2 separate regions of the Gossypium hirsutum genome follow, and region 2 is linked to region 1. Evidence: chromatin contacts called from public Hi-C data. All regions are on one chromosome and are shown on one strand. The core of a region is the stretch at or near the end of the contact, and the rest is flanking DNA. Distances in the headings are between cores, read along the strand shown. Region 1 holds the start of LOC107946578 (cytochrome P450 736A117). Region 2 holds the start of LOC107944048 (BTB/POZ and TAZ domain-containing protein 1).

What was found. Hi-C and Micro-C count contacts between places; a contact is called where the count stands out from the background.
Region 2: a Hi-C map of leaf shows a contact between it and region 1, with 2.1 times the contacts expected there. The contact joins the promoter of LOC107944048 here to the promoter of LOC107946578 in region 1. A contact is called at or near these places in 4 of 34 Hi-C or Micro-C datasets (callus and leaf).

Annotation. Positions count from the first base shown.
Region 1 is chrD12:53,968,925-53,975,170 of Gossypium_hirsutum_v2.1, forward strand. It overlaps LOC107946578 (cytochrome P450 736A117), which reads left to right and starts at 2,580. Exons shown (of 2, transcript XM_016880972.2): 1 at 2,580-3,824; 2 at 3,962-4,727. The coding sequence starts at 2,808. The coding sequence ends at 4,573. It overlaps LOC107946579 (rhodanese-like domain-containing protein 11, chloroplastic), which reads right to left. Exons shown (of 10, transcript XM_016880973.2): 7 at 5,826-5,913; 8 at 5,636-5,703; 9 at 5,119-5,191; 10 at 4,693-5,030. The coding sequence ends at 4,947.
Region 2 is chrD12:54,127,913-54,134,158 of Gossypium_hirsutum_v2.1, forward strand. It overlaps LOC107944048 (BTB/POZ and TAZ domain-containing protein 1), which reads left to right and starts at 3,042. Exons shown (of 5, transcript XM_041107183.1): 1 at 3,042-3,251; 2 at 3,340-3,473; 3 at 3,627-3,930; 4 at 4,451-4,761; 5 at 5,252-5,846. The coding sequence starts at 3,126. The coding sequence ends at 5,435.

The sequences.
Region 1 (6,246 bases), core at 1,330-3,829:
GCACGATATAATTAATTAATGATTTTTTTAACTGTGTTAAGAATTGAGATAACTTAGATAATAATAATAATAAAAAAGTATAGTTTTGAGATCATGAATTCATATCAATCTATCGTTTTCTGTCAAATATATTAATACCTTTCTTCATAATTCCAGCACAAATGTGAGGTTGCCATCACATTGAGTGGGGCGATTTTATTTGAAATAAATAAAATAAAATTTATATTTAAATTAATTGAATCAAGTTATTTGAATTAATTCGAGTTAAGTTGAACTTTACAATTTAAATAATTCGAATAAAAGATTGGTGTAAATATCCCTTTAATCTCTGTTAATTTTGAAAATAAATAAATTGGTCTCTCTTTCAATAAAAATTTCAAAAAAATTTTAAAATAATTTTTAAAACTTAAATATTTCTAAAGTAATATTTTTGGGACATAAATAAGTTAATTAATGATTCAAGTTGATCATACTAGAATATATTATTATTATTATTCTTATTATTATTATTATTTTGCTTTGAAATTTTTTTAAATATATATGGTTTCAAATTTATGTGCTCTAACATGTAATTAGTTATACTGTAACAAGATTTTAATTTGACATGTTTAATATTTTAAGTTATCTTGAACAATTTGACTCGACTCGAATTTTATTCCAATCAACTTGATTCGAAAAAAATTTTAAATCAAGTAAAGATGATAAAATAGAACTCGTCGACTTGAAATTTTTTTATCCGATTCAATTAAAAGCTGACTTGTATCGGAACTAGGAATCAGCTCCTTGTGATAGATATTACCATCAGCAACAAAAAAAGTCCTTACCATCTCTTAATTGCCAATCAAGTCCCTTAATCAACAGATCTCTTCCAAGCCCAAGAATGAATGATTTTTTCCTTCCTCTTCCAAACCCAATTTATAAATGTTACAGCTAGCGTGGTTTTTTACTGGGTTGAATTATGGTTTGGGGAAAAGAATTGAAAGCAGATTGTTGTGGGGCTGTGCGGACCGTGGGCTTTCTAAAGGGTTTTGGTGGATGCGTTTGAAACCAGAAAATAGAAAATATATAAAATAGGAGACGAATGACTGATTAATGCGAAAACGTCTCTCCTATTTTGTGATTGGTGTTGAGTCTAAAATGTCGATTTGCTAGTTAGTGATCAATAATTGCGAATCCCGATGCTTTAATTCACAATTGCACCACTAGAATATAGGTTATTCATTTTTGGATTATCAACTTAATGGACATACTATCCATTAAATTATAAGTGAAATTTGAACGACTCAAATTATAAATAGAAATATTATTAGTAAAACGCATTATTAAAGGGGTGGGCATGACTTTAAAAGTATCGTAAGACATCATATATTCCCGAGTCACCCAACCAATAAATTGCACTCTTCACCCGGCTACTTTACCACTCATGGAGATAATTTACGGATGGTATCAAAATATAGTTACTTTATAACTTGTCTCTCAACTAAGGGACTATTATATCCCTACCTCAATTTAAACTTGGTTGGGCTTGGAACCTCCATTGAGCACTCACATCTACTATAAATAACCTAAGATATCACTTAGTAAGAGGATACCTTTCCGCACAAAACCCTAATATATTAAGCATTCATCTGGAGTCTTTCTACTTGTTCGACTTTCGGTCCTAGAATGGGTGAATTGACCTTAATTCTTTGACTCAAGCCCCTTTCCTTCTTCTCCAGTTCCATTAATATTGTGCATCCCTAAACTAGGGGAAGGGTTAGTTCAATTATCAATTTTTTCATACTGCTTTTAGGTTTTGGCCTTTGGGGTTTATTTTGACAAAATAAGTTTTGTTGAAGGGTTTGGACAATATTTTATAAAGTACTCTATAAAAGTTTAAGTAATAAAGATAAACAACTCTTATATTATATTTTTAAAATTATTTTTATAGGATTTTAGTTTATTTTATTTGTTTTAAATATAAAATATTTATTTTTACATCTTAAAACTCGGTTCGGTTCGGGTAACTGCAATTTTTTAACTTATATTCTAAAAATTATCCAAACACCTTAGTGCAGATTAGATTTCTATTTCTCGGCATTTATTGCTTAGCCCTACTTAAATGATTTTTTTTTGCCTCATCTTACCTGAAAAGTGTATATATAGCATCTAATAAGAATGTGTCTCATGTCATGTTCTTAATGGTTAATACGTTTTTTGAGTAAACCGAGACAAAATAGACAACTTAGGGATAACTTCGACACCTTAGGTACTAATTTGAGAATTTAGGTATAATTTAAGGACAAATTTATTAATTAAGCTAAAACATATTAAAAGACTTATAAATAGGTTTGAATATTTGATGCATTATCAGTAACCAAACAACAATATAATACCTCATTGGTGAAATAAAAAAAAATAGAGAACTTATAAATAAATAAACTTTGTTTAAACCTAAACTCAAATCCTAAACCCTAAACTTAAAATTCAAAAAAAAATAATATTATTATTCACTAATAATTGAGAAAAACATGGGATATTATCCTTACAAATAAACATCCATAGGCAACCAACTTTTTTTTTTTGAGTAACAATACATCAAATATAAATGGTATAAACAAGGTTCCAGAAGAGTTAGTTTAAGCCCCCTTCGTTGTTTTATCAGATCCGAAAGCAGATTATTGACCACAGAAATGTGTGTGTTCCGCATTAGCTGAGATAAACAACAAAGGAAAGAGAACCACAAGTGTTTTCTAACAAAATAAACAATATCGTAGGGACCGTAATGCTGACTTTTTTTCTTTTTTTTTTAAAAATTATTTAAATTCATGCGCGCTGATCCCAGAATTGCACACGCCCATCTCTTTCATCTTTCATACAGCAATTTGTGGAATATGGTAAGGGATATCTCCAGTTTTCTGCAACTTTTAGAACAATATGAAATCTTTTTCATTTCATGTCCCCTGTTCTTCTCCTTGTTGGCCATCTTCGTGGTCGTCTTCATTCGTACCACTAACAAAAGAAACCTCTTATTGCCACCGTCGCCGCCGAAACTCCCAATCATCGGAAACCTCCACAACATCGGACGCTACCCTCATCGCTCACTCAAGTCCTTAGCTCAACGGTTCGGTCCTCTCATGTCGCTACGCTTCGGCAATTTCCCCATACTCGTCGTCTCCTCCGCTGATGCTGCCTCTGAGATCAAGAAAACTCATGACTTGACATTCGTAAACAGACCGAAACGCAGCCTCTTTCAAAAGCTTCTTTATGACTACAAAGACGTGGCGTCGGCACCTTACGGTGAGTATTGGAGGCAAATGAAAAGTATATGCGTAGTAAATCTTTTGAGTAACAGAAGGGATAAATCTTATCAAGGTGTGCGAGAAGAAGAAACGGCTCTAGCAGTGGAGAAGATCGAAAAGTCTAGCTCTTTGTGTTCCCCGGTGAATCTAAGCGAACTCTTTTCCGCAACCACCAACAACGTCATCTGCAGAATCGCTTTAGGAAGAAAATACAGTGAAGATACCAACAAGTTTGGTAAGCTTTTGAATGAGTTTACGGAGTTGTTGGGTACTCCGGATGTTGGGGATTATCTTCCATGGCTTGCATGGTTAAGCCATGTTAATGGACTCCATGGTAAAGCCGAGAAAGTGGCGAAGGAGTTAGATGAATTTCTGGATGGAGTGCTCGAAGAACATATGAATCGGCATGACAGACACTTAAATGATCATGCAGGGATCCAAGGTGAATATCAAAAAGACTTTGTGGATATTTTGCTGGAGATTCAGAGGGAAAACACAGTTGGCTTCCCTTTAGAAAAAATCAGCCTTAAGGCTCTTATCTTGGTAAGAACTAACAAGTTAATTTTTCATATATGTTAGCATAACGTATCTGCTTATACTGTTGCTTTCACTGTAAAGAGAATTATATATATATACACACTACAGTTCCAGAACTTCTGCTGAAGTGGATATCTTTCCAGGATATCTTTGCAGCCGGTACCGATACGACATACGTGGTCCTGGAGTGGGCAATGACAGAACTCTTAAGGCACCCCAAGATAATGAAGAAACTTCAAAACGAGGTCAGGAATGTTTCTGCTGAAAATTCAAGCATATCAGTGGATGATCTCGATAACATGCGCTACCTAAAAGCAGTGATCAAAGAGACTCTTCGTTTACATCCTCCGATTCCCTTGCTGCTTCCAACAATATCTACAAAAGACGTCAAGCTCAAGGGCTATGACATTATCCAAGGAACTCAAGTTATCATCAATGCTTGGGCAATCGGAAGAGACCTTGCGTCATGGGAGAATCCGGAAGAGTTTCTTCCAGACAGGTTCTTGGATAATTCCATAGATTTCAAAGGACAACATTTCGAGCTGATTCCATTCGGCTCTGGAAGGAGGATTTGTCCGGGAATCTTGTTTGCAATCGCAATAAATGAGCTTCTCTTAGCAAATCTTGTGCACAAGTTTGATTGGTCATTGCCTGGTGGAGCAAAAGAGAAGGATTTAGACATGACCGAAACCGGCGGCCTTACCATACGGAAAAAATCTCCTCTAATCGCTGTAGCGAATAGATGTTCTTTCTAGTGCAAAGCCTCGTCTGTTACAGTAAGTATTCTAAGTTACATGTGCTTGCAAATCTATGCATGTTATTTTCCTTGCCATAATGCATTAAATTTCTCTACTTGTAGCATCTGAAAACTAGATTTTAAGTGAACGGAATGGCTTTCAATTGATACCATTATATGTATCCAATGCCAATGTGATTGAGTACATATGTAATCACAAGGATTTGCACCTAAGAAACAGGCAACACCATGAAACTCTGCTAACTACTGTGGCTTTCAAAATTGGGATCCTCAAAACATCTTCAGTCTCTTATAGATGATCACAAATTCAACTGCCATCTTTCAGATGGTTTAACTTTTAATCGAATGCCTTCAAGAAGATCAATATAACTTTAGTGAGACCGTATATCCTGAAGATAACGACCCACTTGCTGTGCACCAATGAACAAGGCATCGGCAACCACAAAAACTCCAACCTGACGACAAAATCAACACTGGATTATGTTAGCAAGTAACTACTACACTTGAGCTCGTTTTGCTGGAAAAGATGAAGTGAATATTTACCAGGCGAATCGAGTAGAGTAATCGGTAACCCCAGCCTTCTCTGGCAGCTTGAGCTCTCTGCTGATCCGTCCAACTGAAAGTTAAAATGGAATTAGATAAAATGGCTAGTCTACATGATAACTACAAGTTACATAGTCTCTGGTTTTCAATTTCAAAGTTCAAACTGCACTTGCTACTCAAGATCACATTTTAGATGAGATTTTTCTTCTACTTCTTTTTCTTCTTCTTCAAATTCTTTTACACCCTACAATCAAATAAATAGGACCTATTTCCGTATTAAAAACTTGAGCTATAATAAAATGGTTTTAATCTAACTCTTCATTTTATTCAAATACCTGTGTTTCTACCCAGGTTTAATGCATATCCAAATATAGGTATGAGGGTACGATCATCCATATAAAATCGTCGGTCCGAGTAGCATAGGTTTTAATATCCTTAAACCAGTCTTTGGAACAAGGTCCTGGCAGGTCAATTTGCCATATTTATTTTGGAGAGAAGGGAGAGATATATCATGTACCCGAGAAACTCTGAAAGCCCACCAATTCCTGCAAACCTCAAAGGCTGAGTACCTTCTCTGGCAAGATCCTGAAGAAAATAAGTTGAGATTTGCCAAATTAATTGAACTTCTTCATGTACAATCGAACACAAGTAATTAGGCAGCAGGAAAATGAGAATAAAAACTAAAAGGAAATTCTGTCAAGCAGTACCTCTTCTTCAGCAGCCTCTAGACCCCCTTGAACCCAGAAAAGATTTTTGTAGCCAGCATTACACAGTAGCTCACAAGCCGCTAGAGATCTGGCAAAAAAGTGCAGTCCAGTGAAGCTAAAGAATTGATGCCATGTTTAGCAGCTAAAAGGTACTCAAAGATGTATATATTTTCGCCTTCAGTCATGGTGACCAAGCAGTGAATTTCTAAATAAATCCATGGAAATGAATTTCAACTCCGGAAAAGAACAAAGTATAGCGTACAAAGTTAGGGTAGACAGACCATAAATCTGAAATGAGAACTTAAAATGTAGTTATCATTTATCTAATTGACCCATGTGCCTACATTGTATAACAACAATATATATTATCAAATTCCATCTATTTTGCTCCATCTTCTTTTTCTTTTTTATTTCACTGAGC
Region 2 (6,246 bases), core at 1,792-4,291, 160 kb after region 1:
CAATCAATCTCAAGCCTTTCCAAACCCCAAGAAGAACTTCATCCATTTGTATACCCACTTGAGAGGTACCAAACAAAAGAGACAGATTCCATACTACACGAAACGAAAAGGGAAAAAACAACAACAACCAAAAGTCCAGAAGTCGCAGAAACAAACTCTAGGAGATATACTTGAAATAATCAAGTCTAAGACTTCCACAATATCAGAGAAAACTAGGAAGACTCAATCTTCAGTTTAATTATACTTTATTTTTTCTTTAAATAACTTTTCTTATTTCCAATTGTAAACTTAGTCCATAACTTTAATGTATATCCTGAATATTTGTTTGCCATGGATCTCAGATTTTGCTTCAGTTGAGAGGTCCCACTTTAATCTCTTCAAAAGAATTTAAGGAAAAGCATATATATATACACTGAAAGTATGATTACAAATAAGATTCAGGACCCTAACAGCAAATGTTGGATACATGAAAATTTTACTTAGGTGTGATGCAGGGCCCTAACAGTTGGTGTTTAGATTGAAGCAAACAGAGTAAAAAGTAGATTTTAGCAATTTTCCTTTTGTTTTCTTGCTCTTGGCAGATTCCATTATGGTTTAATTTTCAAATACCTGAGCTATTGTTGATCTTATCGCTTTTATAAGAGTAAAAGTGACTATCAAAAAATTTTCTCCAATCAAATCTAATTTCTTATAATTTTCAAATTTGATATCCAAGCTGATCTAAAACTTCTACTCATAAACTTGCATCTTTTTTCAATATAACTTTGTCTCCTCAACTAAGTAGCGAAAGTAACAGAAATATTAATCAAATGTCCTACGGTCATGTTCACGCCAAAGGCACCACTGAATATGAAACATTGGATAGGCAACAAGTGTGAGCACATCATGTCAAAATTATTTTCAAAGGTAAACTACCCATTCACTGGATGTCTTTATTGAAACTTCCTTCACTTTCACCTTCCTCTCCCAACACCCACATTAGTGTGTTTGGAAAATCAAATTCCCAACCTGCAAGTCTCTCAAACATCCCTCTCAAGCAAAGATTTAAGCACAATTTTCACTATATCTCTTGCCCCCTTTGACCAACATTTCCCATTTCCGAATGACAACTATAAAACCTTCCGGAGATCTAAGTGGACCTAAAACATCTATTTCGGTATTTATAATATTTATTAGTTATTTATATATAGATTGGTATATACTTGTCTTTTTTTGGGCTATTTTACTTATTCGAAGTTTGTGGTTGTTCCTCTGATTAATGTCATTTCTAATATTTAAACCTACCTTCCCCCTTAAGAATGCAATATGCATTACCATTACACCCTACACTTGTTGATATATCTACTTATCATCATCACTTTAACTCTACTTATGAAGTTTTTAAGCTCCATCAATTGTGTAACAAATATTTTTCTCTTTGTATATATGTAAAAGTATTTAATGTGCCCTTTAAGACACGTTGTTAAATAATTATGGCCAAATTCTATTGTTAATTTTTTTTATGAATAAATTATAAATTTACTTTTTATATTCTATTTTAATTAGTTTTAATCTATATACTTTTTGAATTAATAAAATTTAATTTTTACATTTTTTAAAATTTGAAATTCCAATCATAAACTTTTCTCCAATTTAATTTGTTTGAGTCCTTGTATTATTATACTGACCCTAAAAACATTTTCTTCATTATTTCTCAAAAAAGACCCTAATTAATTGAAGCATTGAAGAACATCCAAAATGTACACTCGGAGGCCCCTTAATTAACTTCTTTGCAAGTCCACCCAAACTTTTAAGCTTAAAAACAACATTGGCTTGGAAAAACAGATCTTATCCAAATTTCAACTTGTCGCACAAAAATAATCAAATCCAACTTGAATAATATTTTATCATCCAATTACAAATCGCCTTCACGTTTCGTCAATTACTAAAACCAACCAACCAACCAACTCTATTTCGATTTCTAATATTTCTTATTTCAACTGCATGTCTTTTTTATTGAAAAATTAATTCATTAATCAAATGAGTTTAACCATATCCATTTCGCGGCAGTACTATTATCTGCCACTGCGGCGCACCACCGCTGCCTACATGGCTTTCAAAGCCCAAGCCGGTTCCGACACGAATTTTGATTGGTCCGACAATCATTCCCCGCCAATCAATTCCTTCCAAATGTTTGTCACCCACCGGTTTTTATCGTTACACAAGTCTTAGCCGGTGGGTTATGGACACGTGGAAAAAGACATGGCAAATTGCAGAAAAAGTGTTTTGTTTGGGTTTATTTAAATGCTGAATAGATGAGAACAAGTGCCACGTCAGACAGAAGCAGACCTCTTCAGCTCACCAAAAGCCGTTTATTTACAAAATCGACTCTTTTAAAACTGACTCTCGTCGTTTGTTACTTTCCAAGTCAGCTCGAAAAGGTCGTCCAGTTAATAATAGATATTTGTTTATAGTGGAATGTGAAATTTTAAGGAAATGCGGAGGATAAATCTGGAATAGGAATGATTAAGTTTCTTAGTGGCGTATCTCCCCCACGCACATTTCAAAATTTCTTTTCACCCAACCCGTATATAAATCAACTCACTCGTGTATCATGAATCCATTTTCTTACTCTACAAGTGCAATTCCTAATTATAACTAATACACATTCATATAACTACCAAATTACAATTATAATTAATATAAAATTAAACTAATGTCATGGATGAATTAGTAATTTCAATATATTTAAATTTAAATTTAAATAAATATGTGTGATATTTAAATCAAAATAAATTTTAGATTTAAAATTTGCACATGAAATTTACGCATTTTAAGTGCTCAGAGTTTGCCAAAACTCAAGGCCTAGTTATCATGCATTCCCATTTTTTTGGTTTTCTTTTGGTAGCTCTAGTTTTTAACATTTTTGGGAGACGTGCAAGGAAAGATATAAAGGAAGCGCGTAGGAGAAGTAAAGGCTATGTGTCACACATGTCACGACACATCAGATTTCATTGCTACGCTTTTTACGTTTTAAAGTATTTTTTTTCTCTCTTCCTTATGCTGTCTATAAAGTTCAAGACAGCCAATTTGGACATCATTGAACTAGTAGCAGCGACATACTCTGTTCTTTTCTCTTTTCTTTCATGGAAGACAACAATCATAACTCAACCTCCACCTTCGCCATGTCCTCCGCCTCTGAATTACCCGAACCAAATGTCCAGATCCTTACTTCCAGCGGCGTCCGCATCCCCGCTCACTTCAGCATCTTGGCAAGGACTCTAAATACTCTCTTTTCACTTTTTAACGATTTTATTTTTTCTTTTCATGACTTTTATTTCTTTTTTAATTTTAAAATAGGCAATGGTGTCGCCAGTGCTGGACAACATAATGGAAAGGCCAGTTAAGCATGGGAGCTCTGAGAGAGTCATCCCCATTCTCGGCGTTCCATGCGACGCCGTTACCGCTTTTATTAAATACCTCTATAATTCCATGTTAGTAAATAGTTGCTTAAGCTTTTCCGGTTTTCACCCTCCTCTAATTCTTCCAATCATAATGACGTTAAGATAGCATATACTTATAAATGTAAATATATCAAGGTGCGTGTATTATATTGGAAATGACCCCTGGTGTTGCGAATGCAATAGGTGCACGGAGGAGCAAATGGAGAAATATGGAATTCACCTGCTAGTATTATCACACGTTTATTTGGTGCCACAGCTGAAGCAGCGGTGCAGCAGGGGAGTGAGTCAGCGGCTGACGGTGGAGAATGCGGTGGACGTGCTCCAACTCGCCAGGCTCTGCGACGTACCCGACCTTTACCTCAAGTGCTTGAAGCAGGTCACCGCCCGTTTCAAAGCTGTCGAGCAAACCGAAGGCTGGAAATTCATGCAGGAACATGATCCCTGGCTCGAGCTCCACATTCTCCGATTTATGGACGAAGCTGAATCGGTAAATTTTAAAAACAAATATTTATCATAATATTACCCAAATTAAGAATTTAAATTATAATCCCAACATGATTAGATTAGAGATATCTAGTTGAATCTCATTTCATCTATCAAATATTTTTCCGTTTTATGATTTATATTTCCTTAAAAATACAATATCTCTTGTTAATTGATATATCTATATTTATAGATTGTTAACTTATTGGATTTTTTTTTCATTTTTTAAAAATAATATTTTTATTTAGTACGTTTTAATTTTGTATAATTTTTTTGAATTTTTAAATAATATTTATATTATAATATCATATATTTAATTTTTATGTGATATAAATAAGTAAAAAAATTAGTAAGTCTAATCTACCTCAACTCTTAAATTTAAGTCTGTAATATCTTTTAACTGAATTTTAATTTTCATCCAAACTACTTAATATTTCTATTCAAATGCTTTAAAATATTAACCAAAGTTTGGAGTGTATTGGTTACGAATGGTTTGTGAACATTGTTTTGGCAGAAAAAAAAAGAGAAGGTGGCGTCAGAGGAAAGAACAGCGCTTGTATTTACAACTAAGCGACGGACTCGAGTGTTTGGAGCACATTTGCAGGGAAGGGTGCACAACGGTGGGGCCGTACGACGTCGAGACGGCAAAGAAACCGAGCCCCTGCGACAAGTACGCGACGTGCCAAGGTGTCCAGATGTTGATAAAGCATTTGGTTTTGTGTAAGAGAAGGGCAAGTGGCGTAGGCTGCTGTCGCTGCAACCGCATGTGGCAGCTCCTTAGACTCCATTCCTCCATCTGTGATCACCCTGATTCTTGCAGGGTTCCACTTTACAGGTTATTTCCATTATTATTTCACTTGTTATGGTTTTATTATATTCATCATTTAATTAGACAGCACATTTTTATTGTCAAGATTTTGGGTTTTCGATGAACCAATCTTTTGGACAGCCGACTGAAAATTTGTCAATTCTTACAACTGGCAAATATAATTATTATTGATGGTGTTGGTAGGCTGGTAGCTTGTTTTGTTATCAGAAAAATAACACACTGACTTCTTGTCCTGCTCTTAAAATATCATTCATCCCGTCGGCTATTTATTAACAAGTTCTCCCATCTTTGTCATTTTCTTCATTAATTGGGTCCCTTTTTTCTTCCCTTTCAATTTAACCATGAATGACCATAAACTAAAATATCTATTTCTCACAGATAAATTTAATTTTTAGAACTTTTTCATATAGTTTTCAAACTTATAACTGAATATAAAGTTGCTATTTGTTCGAATTAACTGGCTGAATCAATATATTAGGACAGTTAGCGTTGACAGGCAATTCAAATGGAAAGCACAACAGAAAATGGGAGAGGATGCGAAGTGGAAGCTGCTTGTGAAGAAGGTCTGCTCGGCCAAAGCTATGTTGTCGCTGTCTCTACCCAAGAGAAAGAGAGAGGAGGAGCTGAAGGAAACAATGGGCAGAACTGCTCATGCATTGAAAACCTTCAGATTATATTGAGCTTCCATGGAAATTAAGAACTTGGTGCCTGTAAAAATAGTCCAGTGAGTCAAACCTTTTGATCCTTATGAGTTGAAATTATGTCCTTGTGAGTTGTCTTTTTTTTTTTCTGGCTAGCTAGCTTCAGTGGGTGAGATGAGGGCAGTAAGCTAAATTGTTCGATCCGTATGGGTGGAAATTATGTGGTTGTGAGATGTTTTTCTTGGCTAGCTATAGATTTTTTTTATTTAATAGAAATTTAGCAACGTTTTGGGATTACATAGAATTTTAGCTTGAATTATGTGGTCGAGAGTTTGAGTATGTTGTATGGAGTGTCTGCTTGTAATATTATAAACCTGTCCAATTAGTGCATGTGAAAAGGTTTTGGTCGAAAATGACTCAAATTATTAAAAACATGAAAATTTGGGATTAGTTTGAAATTTCCAATTCAATTTACAATTTTTAATCAACAAACTAAAGAAGTATTGCATTATGTTCAAAAAAAAAAAAGAATTACTACATTAATAGACATAAAGGCAAAAAAACCCCCTCAAATATTGGATGTTAACTTGAAATATTTTTTTATGATGTGTTATTATTACAATTACTATACTTAACATTTAATTTGGAATTGCTCGTTGATACATACTGTATCAACAAAGATGGAGGAGGAGGACAAGAGGCAGTGTCAAAAAATGTCGATTCATCATTTTAGGATTAAGAGTTGAAAATATAGAAAGACTCAGGATAAATGCTTAGTGTATTAGGGTTTTGAGTGGAGAGGAGTCACCTTATAATGTTGATACATTTGGATATTTATAGGAGAGTGACG